Linked DNA regions of Gossypium arboreum: region 1 is linked to region 2. The links are chromatin contacts, called in public Hi-C maps. All regions are on one chromosome and are shown on one strand. The core of a region is the stretch at or near the end of the contact, and the rest is flanking DNA. Distances in the headings are between cores, read along the strand shown.

Region 1 (6,931 bases), core at 353-2,852, 260 kb after region 2:
CATATATGTATGAATGTTTTTAAAAAAGCATTTTTCTTATAGCTAAGAGATCAGTCCATAGATAGAACAGACAATAAGTAGAAACAAGAGGTAAAGATCACATTCCTTGAGATTTTATCTCTTTAGTAAACTGCATGTTGAAGAATAGCGGTGATCAACCCTATAGATGAAAACTATAAAGCATGGGAACTATCTTAACTGAATCAAATAGTTCAACCATACTTTCCCATGCACAGGAAGCACAAAACTCATGAATGGATGGCTTCTACGCATGAAAGACTTATAGTTAGATGTTAGAAAGCCACAAATTGAACAAAAACCAAACTCAGGATTCTGTTTTGGTTTGAATAAAATATCAGATAATCAATAACAAAATCCTATTAGTACATAACTAACTAAACCATCACTCTATCTAGAATCTCCAGTATATATCGACACAAAGTGACATGTCAGCATCAAAGACAATATCCAAATTTTGGGGAAAAAATTATTGTCTATTCTTTACTTGATCTTAAGATAAGATCTTAGTAATAATTGATAGTGATATGCATTTCAATCCTAGATTCTTTTAGTCTTAACTGAAAGGAGCAAATAAACTAACTGGAATCAGTATGGTTTACAAGAAAAAAAATTACTGCCAATAATTGAATAATTAAGCACCATAACTTACCATAACATGTATAAATAGTAAATCATCAAACTTTAATTACATATAACACTTCTAACAAGTTCTAACAAAATGAAATACTCTCACAAACATTTAGAACAAACTCCAGACAGTATAATCCCCCAAATTCCAGAGTTTAGTTACCGGAAACTATAAAAGAAAAAAGAACATGATTCTCTCCCAAATCACAATTATTCATTCATACCAATATTCTACCATACTAAAAGCATAAACCAATTATACAGGAACAATGGAAATACAAATAAAACAACTAGATCAAGTAAAAACAGAACATTCATAACATAAGAGCAGTTAAAAATAATAATTAAACTGTGAGCTATATTTAAAGTATCAAGATATGAAACTCAATCTGTAAGTTAAAAAAAATTCAAGTCATAAAATAGTACAAACCTTGAAAATATTACTGAAATTCTTAAGCCATGAAAGAAAAACTGAGTTCCAAGAAGCCATGAGGTATAAACTAATAAAAACACACACAGCGGCACAGACACACAGAGAAAGATGCAGATAATAAACGGGTTTTCTTTTTACAGTAACAATATGTATATATGCCAAATGCAGAAGAAAAAAACCCAGCAAAAGAAAAGTCAAAATTTGAAAGAGACTAAAGTGATAGTGCTGTTCCCACACCAAAGAATGTATACACAAAAGCAAAAGATTCTTATACTCAATAATTCTGATAACAGTAATAGTAAAATGCGAACCATTGATTGACAAAAAAAATGATTGAAATAAAGAAAGAAGTTACCTTCGAGCTATTGGGGAGAGGGTTTTGATAAATGAAAAAAAAAAAAGTGAAAATGATGATTGGGTGTTGGGATCCAAGTGGAAAGAGAACAGAGGGAGGCTGTTCCAGCAGACGGCCACCGAGTAAAATAAATTAAAAGAAAAATAGATATAATTAATAATAATTCCTATTTTTAATTTTTAAAAATGTTTTATCTATTGTACCTGTCTCAGATGTTAACAAAAAAATGAAAATAAAATTTAAAAAAAGTTAGATAAATATCCCATTAATAGGTTTGAATAAAAAAGGAAAAACACTTAAGTATTTTTGTTCTTTTTTTTTTTTTACGCGTTTCAATATATCAAATATTGTCATACACGTGATCGTTTTAATAGAATAAATTAATTTCTTTTTTTAAAGCTATCTCGCGTTTAGTTTACGAGTTTATGAATCTTCGATTTCCCGTTGTGGAAAGGACTCGAATTTGAAAGAGTCTATTGGGAACGTTGTATTTAAAGCAATTGGACCGTTTTGGCCTTTGAAGCCGACGACGGTCAAATTAACACGCAATAAATGGTAGTGACAATGTCCACAAATTCATATCATACTACGTATTACCAGGGTTTTGTAGTTTAGTCCTATCTTGGTGGTGGGTTTCTAATATCATTTATTGTAGATGACTTTTTCTTTTTCTTTTTTTTATACGCGGAATGGGCACAAAAAATTTGAGGGATGAGAAATTAAGTGTTTTATAAAATTGTTTTCAAATCAATATTTTATCTTAATACCGTTAAGTTTCCAATTGAATTGATACACGAGTTAATCAAATATCTTTTAATAAATAAAATAAAATATATAAATTTTTAGATGTGGTAAAACCATACATAAGAAAGGAAAGTAAACGAGGACCAAGCTTTGAGCAAATGTACAATTAGTGCAAGACACCATATGCAAAATACATACATATAAAGTTTAATACAGACCTTACAAACAAAACAAGCTAAGACTCAGATGTCAACAAACCAAAATTTGAGGAGAGCATTTTCACATGAACCCCGCCGTCATTGTCTATTCAAAGGAAGCAAAGGTGAAAACCCTTTTTGGTATACTTTGATGTTTGGCCATCAATGTGGTGAAGCCGCAATGATGCATAGAGCCCTGTCATGCCAAAAAAAAAAATTTGGGTTCTTTATCTCTCATTGTCCATTTATAACTCTGGTAATAGTTGATTCATCAAAACAGAAAACTTAAGATGAATTCTTTTTTTAATAAATTACCTATCAAACAGATCCATTTTACTTTCAAAATACAAACATGGGGATTATTGAAATGTTTTTTGTTTTTTGTTGACTTGCCCCCATTGCAATGGACCCGTTTCTAGCTAGCTTGTTCCATTAAACGCGGGCAGCTCGAGAAAACTACCATCGAAGGGTGGAGCCAAACACAAGTACAAAGACTCGAGAGACCTCCCACACGGAAAGAGACACAAGAAAGGCCCAAGTCCAACTTTATTATTCCACAAGAACTTGTTGGGATGATAGGAGGAAATTTGCAAGAAAAAATGTGGGCATGGAAAAGGAAAGATGAGAGGCGGAAAGTGAATTGAAAGGGTGGTTGTTTCCGGCAAGGTCAACAATGGTCACCCTATTAAGGACCACACCAAAAATAGTCATGAGAGGTAGCAAGGAGGAGAAAAGGTAGAGAAAGAGGAGAGAAAGAGCTGATTGGTGAGAAAATGTGAGGTAGAAACGAAACTAGAAGAAGGAAACAAGAGTGATTGGCGCCAATCATAAGGTCAACAGTTGGTGGGTTGGAACAGGAAAGGAAGTAGGATGAGATCGAATGGCCATCGATTGACCCTAAAGCAGATGCTTGACAACAAAAGCTTACCTCACGATTACAAAAACAAGAGAGAAAATTATATGAACCTACATATAGTTTTTATATCATAAGTTTTTTTACAAAAAAATAAATTATATTATACTTTGTTTTTATAAAATAAATATATAAATTTTGTATGCGGAATGGCATAGCATACACATAAAATGGTAAACTTAAAAAAGTTTTTATAAGATGTGGAATTTTTATTATAAAAACGAAGTATTTTTAAAATTTAAATGACATAATTATCATTGTAAAATATGAGGGGGTTCAATATAATGAGTAAGTTGGTATCACTTAACTCGTGACACCAAACTTAATAAAAGACTTATATATGTTTGAGTATGTATGCTTATAAAACGTCCATAAATGTATCCACATAATATCAACCACTCATGCGAGTGCTTACTAAAAAGCAATTACATTTTAATAAATTTAGTTGTAACAACCTAGCTTCTTATAAATAATAAGTTGAAAATCTGAGAATAGATGGAGTACAGTTAATGAAATTTCTCGATTTTATATTTAGAATTTCTTTTTCTTTGCTTAATTTTTCTTTAGCTTCCCACCACTGTTCAAGTTATGTTATCCTATCATGGTATCAGGGTCAAGTTGATAAGCAAACTATTGACCAGAATTCTAACTTATCTCAATTAACAATCATATGTTAAAACTAATGTGCATGATAAGTTTACCTATAATACCAACACAGTTCCAATAAGGTGAGATGGTATACTTTATCAGACATAAAATACAAAGGTTGACATTTTATAGTTTTTAAATCTAATTCAACCACATTTCTTCCATCTATGTATACTACAAATTTTGTTATTCAAGTCCTTTATTCTCCTTAATTTAAACATTAAGCTAATTTCATAGCCTATCAGTTCCACATTTCACTTATTTTAAACTACTCGATGAAACATTGTAAAAGAGCTCAATACACAAGTATAAATCACATATGATGCTCATCTAGGCTAATCATATACATTGGTGTCGGGTTACCTATCCCGGCTAAACCTTTTATTAACACATTAAATAGCCTGGCCAGGGTTGTATATACATGTAAGGTTACCTGTCTAGACTAAACCTATAAAACAACATCATATTACTCGTCCAAGTTAAACTTGTCTCACATGTACTTTCGAGTCCTCAACAAATGTTGGATCTCGGAATCATCGAAAATCACCTGTAACCATGTGTATGAGACTTTTACCAAGTTCATCGAGACAATTTCAAAATATAATTTCGTCATCATTTCTTTGCAATTTAGTTCATTATCACCTTGTGTAGCTAATTGAAGTTTCCAATTAAACATTCTTATATGTATAAAACTAAAATTTAACAAAAAAACTTAATCACATTTATGTTATAAAAACTTACCTGGCAAAACAACAACAGATAAGGTGTTAAGGACTATTCAACAATTTTCCCTTTTCCGCATGTATCCTTTGGTTGTTGTAAATCTCGATCTAAACCATAATTTAATTAAATTATCAATAGTTATATGACCATTTAATTTTATCTATCAAATAATCCCTAATGTTTTAAAATTTATTCAATTCAGTCCCTAAAACCGAAAATTCCATAACTTTCAAATTTGATATTCGATTTTGAAATCGATCTCAATTACATCCTTCTACAGTCTATCAAAACCTACATTTATAGAAATCTTATGCCAAATTTAAAATTATTACACTTTAATCCCTATACTCAAAACTAGCAAATTTCACTTTACAAATTAGTCATTTTTCATATCTAAGTTTCAAATATAACCAAATAACATAAAAAACTTCAAGAATACTTAAATGATAACTTTTGTAAACTTTAATCGTTTCACAAATGAATCATTGAATGAGCTAAATCAAGATCCCAAATTTTCAAAAACATAATAATAAAAAAACTAAATTGGGATAACTAAATAAGTGTCGAAAGCTTCAAAGCCCTAGAGAGGTTCTCTTTGATGGAGAAATCGGTGGAAAGGAGGAAGGTGAACAAATGTATTCTCTCTCCTTCCACCATACCTATTTGTTTATTTTAATTATAATATTTTTATGTTATTTTAATTATAAATTATAATAAAATACCGTATAAAATTTAACCAAACAGTCCACTAGAATTTCAATGTACAAATTTATAGTAATTTAACTTTTATGGTTTTTACGATTTAGCCATTGTACCTTAATTAACCATTCAATCAACAAAATTATTAGATTGAGATTCAATATAACACTAATATAGACTCGTAAATATTAATAAATAATATTTACTGAATCAATTATTGGAAAATGGAGTTCAAAAACCGTAGTTTCCAATGTCACTGAAATACTGGCTGTTATAGACCGTTAGACCAATAATACTTAAATAGTTAATTAAAATTTCATAAAAATCTAAAAAACCAAATAAAACTGATTTATATATATTTAATTTTTTTAGATTTTATGAATTTTGAATTATTTATTTAATTATTGTTGGTCCAACGATCACACCGGTCGAACTAGTGATATAACTTGTTCAACTATTAGTTTGGTTATTAAAACACTGAAAATGACACTTTGAGATTGTATCACGTCACCATCTAAATTTTTTTTTTTATTTTTCAAACTGAGAGTGTTGATTTTTTAAGTTTAGGAATCAAAATAGACTAGTTGTTAAATCCAAGTGCCAAAATAAACAAAAAAGTACAACTACTAAAATAAATCTATTTGTCAAGTTCCAGGGTCAATATAGACCAACTTACCAAGTTAAAAGGCCAAAAAATATATTATCCTTTTTTTTTTTTCACTATCGTTAACATAATGAGTTTAAATCAATAATTACTTTCAAATTTAAGGATCAAATCGAAAAAAATAAATTCAAGAGCCAATGTGGGACTACTTATCCACTTGAAGAGCCAAAGTTAAATTATCCCTATTATTATTATTATGAACTTCCCTAAAACGTAGCGTGTCGGTGCAAATACAAACAATTGCTCGTTATAAGAAAAACACCACCCCCTCCAGTTTCTTCGATTGAATCGGCCGCCGCATTCTGATATTGTTAAAACCCTATTCCTATATCGCCGCCTTCAATCGCCGGCGTCTAAGCTCAGTTCCTCATCCCCTTCAACTGCTTCTTTCTCTCATTTTGTTTAATTTATTCCCTCCCCCCAAGTTTCTTCCAAAAACAAACAATCCCTGTATCTGAAACCCTAAATAGAAGTAGGCGCTCTCCTTTTATTATTATTTTTGCTTCAGTTTCTTCTGAATTCCTCAATTGCTACGGGTCTCGTATGCCTTTTGTAAGTGTACAGGTAATTTCACCTTTAAATCCTCTCTTTGCCTTCTTTATTTTGCCAATTTGAAATCTTAGGACCGAAATCGTTGTTGAATTTATGTAATTCCTATCTATCTCGTTAGGCACTACTTATAGTGGATTCGACATTTTTCTAGGGGAAAGTAAATAAATAAATCTCCGTTTCAATGGATTCTCCTGAGCGTAGCAGTCGTAGTCATGTACGACGTGATAGAGAGGATAGTTCAGACTTGAAAAGTGATAGGGCAGTTGGGGATGAAGAGGAATGTGAGGCAATTGATAGTAAGAGGAAGCATAAGTGTAGTAAGTCTAGAAAGAGTAGCAATGTCGAAGAAGGTGAG
Region 2 (7,488 bases), core at 3,087-5,586:
TCAATCAGTCTTGCTTTGGTGGGAGCTTTCCTAGTCTCTTTTTGGTTTTTATAGGAAATCCCCATCTCTATATATGCACAATCCTTATATTTTTCACATGTAAAAAGTGAAATTCTGGTGGCAGCTTATCTTTTTCATGTGTGTGCTGAAGATTAGTACAATCTTAAGAATGTTTAAAAGCTAAGATTTTTTTTTTTTTTTTACATTTAAAAGCCATTGCATTTTGAGATTTAAGGATGCTTAAAGATTAGCGGGGCTTCAATTTTGTTCCAGCAAAAGGAGATCAATTTCATTAAAGCATTTCAACAACAATAAACCAAAGGTGCAGAGCCACTTGGGAGACAGACCATGATTGTGCAATTAAATATATACATACATATTATCTATATATGGTGTTATGTGGGTCAACCACCAATCCCAAAGACCTAGCCTTCAGTTACCTTTAGTTCCGTACGAATGCGACAGTAGCAACATGTGCTCCCAGAGATCCGCCGAACATGAATGTCGGATAAGTTTGAACATGGTTCAGATATTGGTACGGGGGGCAATCTCTGTGTGTTTCTCGGTCCTTGATTGTATTTGGGTCTTGGGGCAGCATTCCAGCATTTCTATGATTGAAATTTTCCACCTCTTGTACCAATTCATCTTTTGTATGGTTGCAAGATGTAATCACCTACAAGCATCATTTTAAAGAGGAAATGATTGTGTGGAAATTGTTAAATCTACAAAGTATAATGTATTTCATTTAAATAAAATTCTCAAACAACCTATAACCATGCCCGGATGTCTAGCCTTCTCAAAGCTAACTTTAAACTCATTTTTCATATATAATACTTTCATATATTATATGTATACATATTCACAAATCTAGCACTCGAACTCGAGCTTTGATTTCAATGGTTCTTGTTCCAGACAAGCATAAAAATCTACAAATAGAAAAGTAAAACAATAAATAAGCCTGTAAAATACTTACTAACACACCACCTGGGGCAACCAACTTCGAGACCGAGTCCCAGTACATCATCCTGAAAGGAAAAGTTTAGGAATTTTTAGAAGGTGATCAAATAGGAAATCATAGCAAATGCACAAGTTAGAGCTACTGAAAAACTACAAAGATTAGAAACAGACTATTTTATCTCAGTAACATAACTGCAAATTATGCAATTCAAATTATGAGATTCCACAGGCATTGAGAAGAACTTCCTAATAAATCAGTTATTTGTTAATATATGTTGGTGTACAAGGGAAACAGAGAGGGCAAAGGGTGAATTTGCAGTAAAGATGGTGCTATTATTACCTTTTGATAGGTCCATCAGGATGCAAGCCAATGGCATCAAGAGTCCCCTTATCCATGACAAGTTGAAATTGTCTTTCCAACTTTGTCTCAAGAATATCATCAACCTAAGGACCAAATGGAAATGGAAAATGGTCAATGTGCTCTGAGGATAATTAAGCCAGTAGAAGAAAATACCAATATGTAGTTTACAAATGAAGTCAGAAATTCCATCCATACCAGAAACTTGATGCTTGAAAATCCATCTCTGTCAGCATGACTTCGAGCGAAGTCAATTGCAACCTCGCTATAATCAATACCAGTCAAATCCGTGAACCTGAATTGAAAAAGGCAAAGTATTCACTTGACCATTACCATAACTACAATGATAGTAAGAAATTTTAGTTAATCCCAAAACACATTTATCAGAAAGTTGACCCAAGGACTACACATGTCTCACAGCACCATTAATTTAACAAAAATCACTGTTGTGACAAGGTGCACTTTAAGCTCTAGAATCCTCATATTACCTAAGGAGCAAAGCACAATATGTACATGTGTTTGTGGGTATATAATAAGTTTAAGATATGTAATTACAATAATGAACTCCACAGATTGGTCCAGTTTTATCCACAGAACAGCAATTATTATTTTCTTTTGTTGGGCCATATGCATGAATCATTGTCCTATGTTGTTGAATACTCAATACTGAGAAGTAAAGAATTTGACATCATTCCCCTTGTTAATAGTAAGGGTAAAGCTTATGGAAACAAAGTTAAACATAAAACACATTAAACGAGAACTAAAGTCAGGCAGCCCTTTTGTTTTGGTCATTGCCTTACAAAAAGAGCACCTAGGTATATGGGATAGACTGAACAATATGCAAACCAGTTTATTGTTGAAATTGAAAAAACCTATGAATTTTTTTTTCTTGAATTAATTTTAGCAGCATATATATAACACCAAAACCACAATTAAATCTCAGTGTACCCCTGCTTAGCTAGTTCTTGAAGGAGTAGACCATTGCCAGTGCCAATGTCAAGTACACTCCAGCAAGACAAATATTTCTCATCCTGTGCAACAGGCTCGCGCTTGGCCTCGTCAACATGATTTGGCATGTGACCTTGAGAAATATCAATACACAAGTTTTTGGTCCAAGAAGTAACAGTATCCATGATTTCAGCTCCAATCCTATTGAGAAAGGTAAACAGTGAAGAGACAAATAAATTAAAAGACCTAAAGTGAAATTCCCACAGTTGGAAGCTCTAGGAATCTGTATTAATAAGAAAGTTCTTAAACATGGCCCATATAACAATGCAGAGCTGTCAAGCCAGTCAGTTATTGGGGGAAGAACCATTGAAATGCATATTATGGTAAATTACATTTCATATGTTTATACACAAATTACGTAATTATGTGATTAATAAAAAAAAAAATTCCTAGTAGTATGAAGATATTGCCTAGATTGAAGTGAAATTACATAGTTAAGGTTATACTGACCAAATTTCACCAGCATGACTATGATCACGAAAACTTGTCAGCTCATCTGCATATGCACCGTTCCTATAATTCTGAAGACCAAGCACTGTTGTCATAGCATCAGCATCGGCTTCATCCTTGTCAGAACTGTGTATAGTGTATATAACAGAAACCAAACAAATCCATGTTAAGCATATCAGCATGATAAATTACAATATTCAATGCATTAAAAGTCAACTAATAAGCCTCCATTAGGTTGTTACCTTTCCTACTTGCAAAAGAAAAATATATTGTATAAAAACAAATAATGATCTTGAGAACGGTAAACAAAAATCACATAGAGAACAAAAAAAAAACAACATAGTTTTTGACATTTGCATGGAACAAACACATTTCAATAGGTAGTTCGTTTCAACCATCTACACCTTTTTAGAAGGAAGTATGCAGTGCATGAGATATTTTGGGAAGTCTCAATATACATAGCCTCCCCTTTGTTCACAAGAGAGGCTGTTTTAAGAGTTTGAACACATGTACCAGTAGATAACAATTGACCATCATGCTAAGCACAACCTTCAATCATATATGATTTTGTTTTTATACTATTTGCAATTGCTTTATAGCGAGAAAAACGCAATTAACAAAAGAACCAAAATAGAATATAAGAAGCAAGAACTTGCTTTGTGATTGCATTCATTTATACAATTATACCAATAAGCCATGTTACCTGGACAATTCATTTTTCTTTCAAGTAGCTATGCCCTTCAGCTGTGTCCAACAAGGCATGTGCACATAGGGAAAAACTTAAAAGAAATTAAGCATACACATCTTAAACAGATTACTGTATCTGATACTATTACTCACCATGAGCTAAGATAACATAGAAGATAACTAATTACATATTGAAATCCAAAAATGTATTATTTGGCTAAAAAAACTCAAATTGTATAGATTGATCATTTCAATAAATTTTCTTTTCGTTCCAATAGCATTGATAGACAGCTAAATGTACATTTGACCTTATCACAAAGTTCGATATTTTAATTGAATTCTCAATAGATCAAATCTCAAGCTTAAAATCCAATATACTGATTCATTAGCTAAAAACTCAAATTTTAGTCAAACATTCAATTGAAAATTGCGAAAAAAATGAAAGACAAATAGAACTAGAAAAAGAAAAACCTGTAATTAAGGGCAGCACGGAAATTGGCAACGGAGGAGAGGGCTTCGGCAGCATCAGCGTGGCGCTGCTCATCGTCAAGTGTGCTCCCGTAATCGCTCTTTATAGACCAGGAATCTGCAGCCACCGACCGCTCGTCGTCGGACGCCACTTCTCGACCGGCCTGCAGCTGTTGTTGCGGCGGTGGATGTTGTTGGGTTGGATCCGGTGACTCTTCCGGCGCCAATCTGAATACTGCCATGGATTTTAAGGTATTTAATTTTAAAATTAAAAAAAGAAAGAAAGAAAGAAAATTTGATTAATTTGTGATTGAAGAAAAGAAATTCCGAGGTTTCTTTTAGTAATATTTTATGTGAAATTTCATTTATTAAAAGTTGCTTACAACTCTGAGAAATATTCTGATTACGCACGTGTACTGAATTTAGAACACGGCTACTATATATAGGTCAAATTTTCCTTTTAGTCCCTGTGTTATGTTAAAGTTATAGATTTAATCTTTATCCTTTTTGAATTTTGAAATTTCAGTTTTCATCCAAATTGTACCAATAAAACTCTTTAGGTCAAATTTTGCTATTATTCCCGTACTATGCATAATTTGTGGATTCAATAATTATTCACCAATTTGACAATTCTTAGCCATTATAGTTTTAAAATCTTGAAATTTCAATCCCAACTCAAATGAATGATAGCACTCAAATCTATTAATTAAAATAACATGACTTTTTTATGTGTGAATATCATGTGGAAATAGCAAGTTCACATAGCATTATACATTTAATAACATATTTACCGCATAAGTTTTGAAAATAGTAAAATTTAATTTAACAAATATAATGATTATTGTTTTCGTCATCACTAAAATTATAAAATTTGAAAAATACGGTACTAAAATATTAAATTTATGAAATTAATAATTTATACATAATATAAGAATTAATAGGAGGATTTGACCTTATATCTACTATTATTTATCTTTTCATTTATGAAATCAATTTTGTTTTTGTCTTTAGCCTCTCAACAATCTTGAAATTGAAGATTCATCATTTTATTCTACTCTATTTTATAATATTATTAGATGGTTGAATTCAAATGAATAAAATTGTTAATTATGACATGAGTTTAGTCCATTTGAAAATAAATCTTCAATTACTCTATTTAATGAATTTTCAGTCTCATTTAAAATTTAAAACCCACATATTTTAATTTTTAGTTAATAATATTTACAAATTAGATAATAAATTTCTAGAATTAAAAGTAAAAATACAAAGTTTTAAAAGTCCAAGAGTCGCAAAACTAGACTAAAGTAATAAAAGGATATAATGCCAAATTTAATCCTTAATGTTTATATTTTTGTTAATTTGGTTCTTTTTTTAGTTAAATTTAACTTTTAATCTTTTAAAAGAGTTAAATTTCTTTTTAACAGAAACATTAACTAAAACATTAAATTTTTAACCGTCCATATATACTTCATATTGATATTTCACTCTTTATCTTATATTTCATATCAACAAATAATTTAAAATTTATAAAATATTCAAAAATAAAAATTTCAAAAAATTATAAAAACTTGGTAAAAGTTTAAAAAATTATTATGAAGACATGTGAATGTAATGACCGAATTTTATGGTTATCGAAAAGTGTATTTTTGGGTCTCCGTTGTTGAAAAATAGATCCGTAAATATTTATCAAAAATATTTACAAAGTTAATTGAATGGTTAATTAAAATTTAATTAAGTGAATTTAGCTTAATTAAGGATAATTGGATAAAAGATTAAATTGAATAAAGTGTGAAAGTTTAATTATAGATTAAAAGAAAATAAAAGGACCAAAATAGAAATTATGCCATTTAGCATAAATGAGGAGACATATAAAGTAAAAACTAAAATTTTTACTTTCAGATTTTAATTATAAAATATATATTTATTAGTAATTATTAAATTAATTTATTATAATTATATTATAAGATAATTATATGATAAATAAATTAAATTGTGACAAGTGTGTGACAAAAATAAAATACATGTGTAATAAATATTATGCATACATTTGTAATATATGTATGTATTTACTTATTATTTAAGTAAATATTAATGTTATTGTTATTATTAAATTGATATTATATTATGAAATAAATTAAATAAAGATAAATATATGGTAAATAAAATATACAAGTGTAATACATATATTTGTACAATTGTAGTATATTTTATTTAATTGCTTTCTATTTAAATAGATTTTATATGAAATAAATAAAATAAATAAAAGAAAGACAAGTGTATAAAAATAATTTGGTATAAGTGTAATAAATATTATACATACATTTGTACTACATGTATGTATTTGCTTATTATTTAAGTAAATATTAATGTATTTATTATTATTAAATTGATATTGTATGATGAATAATTTAAATAAAGACAAATGTGTGGATATGATTTGATACAAGTATATAAATAAAAATATATACATTTGTAATATATGTATTTAATTATTAATATATATTTATTAATTATAAAAGATATTTATTAATCAAATGATTATATTATAAGCTTTTATGTACTAAATAAATTAAAACATGACAAATGTATGATGATGATATGTTACATGTGTAAATATAAGTAATATTACAATTGTAATAAATATATTGATTATTAAATAGATATTTAGTAAGTTATTATATATATATATATATATTTACAAAGCAAATAAAAGGAAGAAAAGAATAGAAAAACAGAATAGCATGAAACGAAACAGAGAAAGGAAGGAAAGAAAAGAAAGAAAGGGAGGAAAGAGAAAATTGAGATTTCAAGGTTTGAAAGTTTAATAGTTGTTTCGGAAATCTCAGTTAAGTAAGGAAAAATGCAAAGTCGACGGGAGCTAGCTCGAAAATTACGGTTTATATTTCTATAATCCGAACATAGTTATTAATTGTTATATTTTATTCAATGCCTTTAGTGATTGTTGAAGTGAGAATTATTATATTTGATAATGGAAGAGGGTTGATTTGGTATGTTATGAATTTATTGAATTAATTTTGAATTGAATTATATATATATATATATATATATGTGTGTGTGTGTGTGTGTGTGTGTGTGTGAATGTGATATTGTGCAATTATAATAATTGAATTTTGGGTGAATGTTATGATAAATAATTAAGATGTGAATTATTTGTATTGTGTTTTTTATTATTATTATATATAATTGAAATGAATTGATTTAGTATGTGATGAAATTAATATGAATAAGTGACTATTGTGAAATTGAATATTTGTTATTGAAAAGTGAATTGAGTTTTATTGAATTGGGAATAAATGTGATTGTTGAAGTGTATAATGATTGGAAACTGGAAAGTGAATTGAAAACCCTATTAACAGTATCGGGCTAGGTTGGATATAGTTGGCATGCCATAGGATTGGAAGAGTTCAGGGATACTTCGACCTCGAGTCGATGAGACACTGGGTGTCACTATATTTCTTCGGATAGATTCGATGAGGTACTGGGTACCACTTTACTTCGGCTAGGCCGATGAGACACTAGGTGTTGCTATATTGCTTCAA

Evidence for each region. A called contact is a pair of places that touch in the nucleus more often than the background predicts.
Region 1: a contact with region 2 is called in a Hi-C map of leaf, with 4 times the contacts expected there. The contact joins the promoter of LOC108451026 here to the promoter of LOC108468414 in region 2. A contact is called at or near these places in 2 of 5 Hi-C or Micro-C datasets (both in leaf).

The regions. Positions count from the first base shown.
Region 1 is chr7:95,104,703-95,111,633 of ASM2569848v2, forward strand. It overlaps LOC108451026 (putative lipid phosphate phosphatase 3, chloroplastic), which reads right to left and starts at 1,603. Exons shown (of 8, transcript XM_017750327.2): 1 at 1,437-1,603. LOC108451389 (N6-adenosine-methyltransferase non-catalytic subunit MTB) reads left to right here and starts at 6,176. Exons shown (of 7, transcript XM_017749095.2): 1 at 6,176-6,588; 2 at 6,728-6,931. The coding sequence starts at 6,758.
Region 2 is chr7:94,844,746-94,852,233 of ASM2569848v2, forward strand. LOC108468414 reads right to left here and starts at 4,337. Exons shown (of 7, transcript XM_017769301.2): 1 at 3,932-4,337; 2 at 2,774-2,899; 3 at 2,264-2,464; 4 at 1,514-1,610; 5 at 1,298-1,401; 6 at 974-1,025; 7 at 263-673. The coding sequence starts at 4,170. The coding sequence ends at 443. LOC128295357 (a long non-coding RNA gene) reads left to right here. Exons shown (of 2, transcript XR_008285746.1): 2 at 214-654.